Linked DNA regions of Sus scrofa: region 1 is linked to region 2. The links are chromatin contacts, called in public Hi-C maps. All regions are on one chromosome and are shown on one strand. The core of a region is the stretch at or near the end of the contact, and the rest is flanking DNA. Distances in the headings are between cores, read along the strand shown.

Region 1 (3,363 bases), core at 350-2,849, 62 kb before region 2:
GAGGCCAGGGACCAAACCAGCATCCTCATGAATACTGGTCGGATTCGTTTCCACTGCACACAACAGAAACTCCTCTTCTATGATTTTGTGCAACAAAATGAATATAAGACTCATTCACCATTGCTACCGTCTAGAAATAGAAACTGTAGTCCTGACTTACCAGAGGTGAAAATGAAGGAGGGATGGAATGATACAGGTCAAAAAACAGCTGCAGAGTTGAAGAATCTAAGAATGCTGGAAAGACAAAAGAGCACTTTACTGAGTATGTCTGCACCACGCAACTGGCATATCTCAGTGCTGTGCATTCATCAAGGAGCGTTATCTTCCTACTTTCTTATCTTTTTTTTTTCTCTTTTTGCCATTTCTTGGGCCGCTCCCATGGCATATGGAGGTTCCCAGGCTAGGGGTCTAATTGGAGCTGTAGCTTCCAGCCTACGCCAGAGCCACAGCAACAGCAACGTGGGATCTGATCAGCGTCTGCGACCTACACCACAGCTCACGGCAACGCCGGATTGTCAACCCACTGAGCAAGGCCAGGGATCGAACCAGCAACCTCATGGTTCCTAGTAGGATTCGTTAACCACTGCGCCATGACGGGAACTCCCCTACTTTCTTATCTTATAGAATGTTTATTTCCTTTGAAGTGATAAGCTAATATGGGCTTTTTACTTTCCTTTTTTTTTAATTAGAAAAGCACTAGTTTTTAGCTCCAACAAACATTTGCATTCTTCTGATTCTCAAACAATTTAAGGCAATCAGGACTCTTTTCACAGTAAGAATTTTTATCCTTAGGAACACAAAAGCAAGTACAAGTTTCTTTTATTTGATTTTGTTTTTTTAAAGCTAGAAATTCCCTCAAATGAGTAAGATATCAGAGGTCTCTAGGTGATCAATGCAAGGTCAAACTCACATTTGTCAGAAGCCCAGAGTTCTACCCATAAGGGGATCTGTAAGATTCCTCCCAGTTTCTCCCTGACTTTGTAAAGACCCATAGCGACATTCTAAGTTTTCTCTAAGGGCAACCAAGGGAATTGCTAGAGGTTCCTTGGACCGCCTGCAGATGCCAAGTAGAGTGGAGCAATGGTCTGGTCTGCTTCAGACGGTGCCACCGCATTACCTGATCTCCAGCTGGTGGGAATCTGTACCGTGCACAGGTCATCCGAGGACTCATCAGTAGAAGTGCCGATGAAATCAAAGTTTAGGCAGTTATGAGTGAGTTTAAGCAGTTGCATCAGCAAGCCATGCTGACTTTCATCATTCAAGTTCAGATTCTTTCCTGAAGCCTGTAAAAAATGACCACATAATGAACGCCAACCACTCCTCTCTTCCAAGCTTGCTACTGGACTCACAGGAAAGCTGCTCAGCCAGAAAAGGAAGACGATATTTCAACATAGTCAAGAGATGATTCTCTCCTGAAAGACGCTGCACTTCCACCATCTTAATGTCATGATGAAAATCCTAGCTCCTTTTTTACTATTAAAACATTTCTACTATAAAAACAGGAAGCTGGTATTTAAAGAAATGCCCCTTTGACACTTACTCTTCACACACTGTCGACATTGTGGCCATATATGGTTACTTCATTTGCATGGAGATCCTTTTTTAACTTTTTAAAGGGCTGCACCAGTGGCACATGGAGGTTTCCAGGTTAGGGGTTGAATCAGAGCTACAGCTGCCAGCCTACACCACAGCCACAGCCACACTGTATTGGAGCTACATCTGAGACCTACACCACGGCTCACAGCAAGGCTGGATCCTGACCCACTGAGCGAGGCCAGGGATAGAACCCACATCCCCACGGATACGGATCAGATTCATTTCCACTGCGCCACAATGGGAACTCCTGGAGACCCTTGTTGTTTCTAGACAGGGACAGGACTAAACTCTGGAGGGAGTTCTAGTATACCCTGCCCTATCTTCCTTCCTCTTTTTAACATTACTATTTCCAGCATCAACAAAAATTTTTCAAACTAAAATTAAAACAAAATCACCACTGAATTGTACTTATTCATCAGCAGTATCTCTGCCTATAGCTCAATGGTAGTCTAGAGCTATGGTGTCTATCAAAGTCAAATTTATACCAGCGGTGACCTCAGTGACTGGCTGGTTAATTGTTTTTGATAGAATCACAGAATTCAATCCTGTTTTCTCAAAAGCTTTTTCCCTCTAGGGGGTACAACAGCTTTTGCGAGGCAGCTTGCCAAAACTGAGGACTTTTGGGGAATTCTGAAGTAAAACTACATAGCTGAGGGAAAAGATGGACATCATTAACCAGGACAAAAGAAAAATCCAAACTTGCTTCTAACACTAAAATTGAGACATACTGGAAAATGAGAACAAGAACAAGAAAACAACAATTAAAAAACCCCAAATGAACAAAAAGCCAGAGGCTAATTCCATTTGCCTTTCTATAGGGACAAAGCATCCAAACATTCTTATAAATGTGTCAAACTCACTGGTTAACATGTCTCAGTTCAGGTCTATCCATAAATGAATCAAAACACCAACTTTCTATTTTAAAACAGGCAATTTCCTTATGCGATAGTGTCTCCTCCTTCAGGTTATGAAATCTAAACGGATGTTAAAAACTCAAAATCTACTTATCCTTACAGATGTTGCTTGTTTATTTGCTGCCTGTAACTCAGCAGGGGACAGGGAAGCCGGCCTAGTTTTAGTACACTAACAATGCAGTCTCAGCCTGCTTTCAGAGCACTGAGAATCCAAACACCGTAAAACTAAGATGCTTTTACTCCATATAGGAAGATTTTATGTGAATATAAAAAAAGTCAACAACAAAAATCTCAAACTTTGTTCCTTTAAGACAAGAGCATGAGCTAAGTGTTCACTTACTGCTCTTTACGTAGGGGAACAGAAGTGAAATGGGGAAATCTCAATTCTTTCTCTTTGTTGGCAAGTTTCTTCAACATCTTGGACAGAGGTATTACTTGATGATGAGGATTAAGGAGGTGGTGCATAACTTCTCATGGGGGTCAGTGAAGAGCTGACAGCTAACAGGTCCCCACTTATTCTCATCCTTTCACAAGGAACTTGGAGGGAGAACCCAACTTACAATCTCACCTGTTTTAGTAAATTGCAGGAAAGTGTGAAGATATCAAATAATGATGAATCTCGGAAAGAAGAGGCTATTTTTCTGTGCTTGGTTAAAGGATGGGTGGTGTCTGCCTGTGCAGAAAAAGAAACCAGTGCAAGTTTTAGAATTAATTGCAAAGAAAAATTTTTTTCATGTAGAATGCAAATAAACAAGATTTTCAATAAAACTAACACAAATACCAAAATACATTTTATTTATTTATTTATTTATTTTAGTCTTTTTGTCTTTTAGGGCCTCACACACGGCATACA
Region 2 (3,229 bases), core at 609-3,108:
AAGATTGCTTTAGCCCATCTTGACTTTCCTCTGGTAAGGAATGACCTTTCCATTCAAAATGTGGGAGAGATCATATTAAGAGAGACTTGTTTGCAAGAGATAAAACAGAAGTATATTCATAAAAGTACATGGACTTCCTCTTGCCTTCCAAAGCATCATGCAGAACATGGTTCTGAAATGCTTATGGAGACTAATTTTTTCCCCCAGTAGATAAGAGCATGGAACCCAAAGTCAAAAGCCCTTGATCCACTTTAGTCTTACCCTAAGCAAATCTCATATCAGCTCTGTACTTTGGTTTGTTTCTTCAAAATGACAAATGTAATTCTCGCCTATCTACTCTTTTAGGACAGAAGAATTAAAGAAAAAAAAATCACATAAGACTCTTTCATGCTTCTTAGAAATGGCTGCTATAAAACTCAAGGTGCTATTATTATTATCAGCTTGTAACAACTGTTAATGCTGCTTCTGAATTAGGCCACGATTCTGGCTTTAAAACACAAATCTTGTGGTTTTCCATCTGTGGTTACAATTTTTTGATATAATTCCCGTCCTGATAACTTGTACCCCTTGCTCCAAAGATTTACTCTCCTGATCCCTGGCCCGAGAATTTATTTAGCCCCTTCCCAACCAAAGAAACTGATACAAGTCACTCCACTACAGGTTCTTATAGACATAATGTTGGGAATAAGATCATCCTTTTCACGTGAGGAATGTTAACTACATAGTATGCAAAATAAGGCGACACTTGTTATTCTACTTTTTACTTCCCCCAACAGAAAACATGTACGATTACCTTGAAAATCCGAAGGTTTCAGACAATATCTGTAATAATAACTGTCATAAAAATATCAGAGGAAAAACTTTATCGAGTTTGCAAGAAATAACCCTGACCCCTCCAGCTACTATTCGGTTCAGTATGGGCTGTCTCTTCCTAAGGCCTGTGCCATATCTTTGAAGAAAAGTGGCCTGGGCCCAAAGCACGCCCGGGGCAGCTCCGGAGTCAAATCAGGACCCTCCGGAGCAACGTCGGCACCCAACGTTGCATCTCTCGCTTCAGACACACCCCCTCCACCCCGCGTTTCGGAGGAGGTGTGGGCACTCAACTCCTTCACCGGGGATAGGGGGACCGGAGGGAGGGCGGGCCCGGGCCTGAGCACCCATTTTGGAGGATTGGGGCGCTCGGCCCTGTAGGCTTATACGATCAGGAGTGGGGTGAAGGGCGCATCTGTGGGAGGAGGAAGGAGGCCGCAGGGGGGGGTCTCCAGTATTTGGGGGCGTGAAGAGGAAGGCGGCGGGAAAGACTCGGTAGGTTTATCAGCGTGAGGTATTCTTTTTGTTATTTGTTTAGGGCTGGCGGGTGTGACGGGGAAGTCCCCCTCCGGAAAGAGTGGGCAAAGGGTCTCCCTCCCTTCCCGGTCTTGGGGGGTACTGAGGACTTGCGGGAGGCCTCCCTCCAACAGAAAGACAGTCGCTGATAAGCGATGTAGGCTGTGCCCGCCGGGGCGCCGATTCCTACACCTCCAGCCCCGCGCAAGAAGCATGGGACCGGGTGGGAGGGGATGGAGGAGGCCCCCGGCCCGGGAGGCGGGAAAGGCCCCAGAGCTCCGGGACGGGCGGCGGCTCCAGAGCCCCGAGTGGCGGCGGCGCGGGTCGGGCGAGTCCCGAGCCTTCCCGAGCCCCTTGGGCCCCGTGCGCTCCCACTCCCCACTCTCCGCGGCCGCCCCCTCCCCCGTGGCTCCTCTCACCTGCACATGATCCGCCATTTTGCTCCATTCATGCTCCTCTCCGGCCCCCCTCCCCCCCAGCGCGCACCTCGGCCGGGCCGCCGCCGCCGCCGCCGTCGCCGCTGCGCCTGCGCGCTGGGGGCTTGTCGCGCTGCGCTCGCGGCGTAGCGCCGCCCGGCTGCGCAGGCCCGGGCGGCCGGGGCCGCGGTTGGAGAATGCGCAGCGCCGTTGGGACGGCGTAAAGGCGCCGCAACGTCAGCGGCCCGGAGACGCGGGGGGCGGGTAGAGGAAGGAGCGGACCCGGGGGCGCGAGGGGAGGGGGCCGGGGGGAACAAAGCTTTGTTTACATGGTTTTTAAAGGGGCCGTGCTCGCTCCGGCTGGCGGGCAAGCGCTGCCCCGGGAGTTGGAGATGCCTTCGCTCATCAGCTTGGAGAGGGCTCCTCAAGGGGCTGGGACCTGTCCCCGCCCAGACCCCTGCACCTGGCGGATTCCTGTCTTCCCGAGTGTCCTCGAACGTGCCCCCGAACGCCCCTCTCCCTCTGCCGCCGCGCCTCTGCTGTAACACCACACACCGGGGGGGTCTTCCGGTGCGCTCGCCACCTAACCCCCCACTATTTAGGACGCCTGCGTTATTCTTCGCTTTTCACTGCCTTCGGCGGCCGAAATTGTGTCTTTCTAGCTTTCCGCTCCAGTGGACAGGGGCCATTGCTCTCTGATCCTGGGTTTTACCAGCAACCCGAATCGTGATCTCCTTGTTTTCATTTCTGTCCTTTTTTTGCGGTAAACATTCATGGAAATAGCCACCAAATAGTGGCGATGTTCATGGAAACATGCAGAAGACATGGTTCTAATCTTCCCTAATAGATTGTTATCTTAACCAGTAGGCTGCCTGCTGAGAGGGGTCGGAAGCTGGGGGAGGTGATAGGGGGAGACCTAAAGGGGTTTTAGGACCCTTGGGCTCAGTCTGAGTGTGAAAGCCATCCCCTTGGGTCAGATCAGGTCAGGCCCTGCCTGCTGAGGCTAATTCCAGTCTTCCCACTAGGAATGATCTGTATCAGATAATGCCGGTTCCTGTTTTCCACTGGATTCCCCTCCGACTTCCAGTCAAGGCCCCCAATTAGATTTTAGCTGGATTCTGAAAAGTATTGGCTGTTTGAAGTTTGTATGGACTAGGAGCCACCACGGGCGACGGAAATGATGATAGTAGTGAATGACATACACTTTCCGTTGTGGATCGAGGGGACGGGTACTCAGCATTCACTTCAATCTTCCTCCTCCTCCGAGTGTGTCTTCCTGATTTAGAGGTAGAACACCTAAAAACTACATTACCCAGATTTCCTTGCAGCTAGGGTTCTGTATGCAAGTTAGGCTCTGCCAATAGAAGACTTGAGGCAGAGCTTTTTTGACTGTTGTTCCTGGCAAGCCTAGACCCTGAGATGTAGGATTTTTCTGGTTTTGTTTTCCAGCAACTTTTGAGTGTCCTGTTCTTAGCTCCCTGAGGGTA

What was found. A called contact is a pair of places that touch in the nucleus more often than the background predicts.
Region 1: a Hi-C map of alveolar macrophages shows a contact between it and region 2, with 2.4 times the contacts expected there. The contact joins the enhancer-like site here to the promoter of XPO7 in region 2. A contact is called at or near these places in 3 of 5 promoter capture datasets (fetal liver, fetal skeletal muscle and liver), 22 of 47 Hi-C or Micro-C datasets (adipocytes, alveolar macrophages, embryonic fibroblasts and 14 more) and 2 of 2 datasets of contacts at active chromatin or transcription factors (alveolar macrophages and skeletal muscle).

What each region holds. Positions count from the first base shown.
Region 1 is chr14:6,248,382-6,251,744 of Sscrofa11.1, reverse strand. XPO7 (exportin-7) reads right to left here. Exons shown (of 28, transcript XM_021073572.1): 6 at 3,079-3,183; 7 at 1,118-1,283; 8 at 161-234. Among named protein-coding and RNA genes, the nearest start is that of NPM2, 39 kb to the left of the region's middle. Within about 2 kb of position 1,599, at least 4 of the 83 cell types and tissues checked have an H3K27ac peak or open chromatin away from gene starts, as enhancers often do. A contact at or near this core is called in alveolar macrophages, omental adipose tissue and retroperitoneal adipose tissue, where this site is marked.
Region 2 is chr14:6,186,669-6,189,897 of Sscrofa11.1, reverse strand. XPO7 (exportin-7) reads right to left here and starts at 1,858. Exons shown (of 28, transcript XM_021073572.1): 1 at 1,746-1,858. The coding sequence starts at 1,763.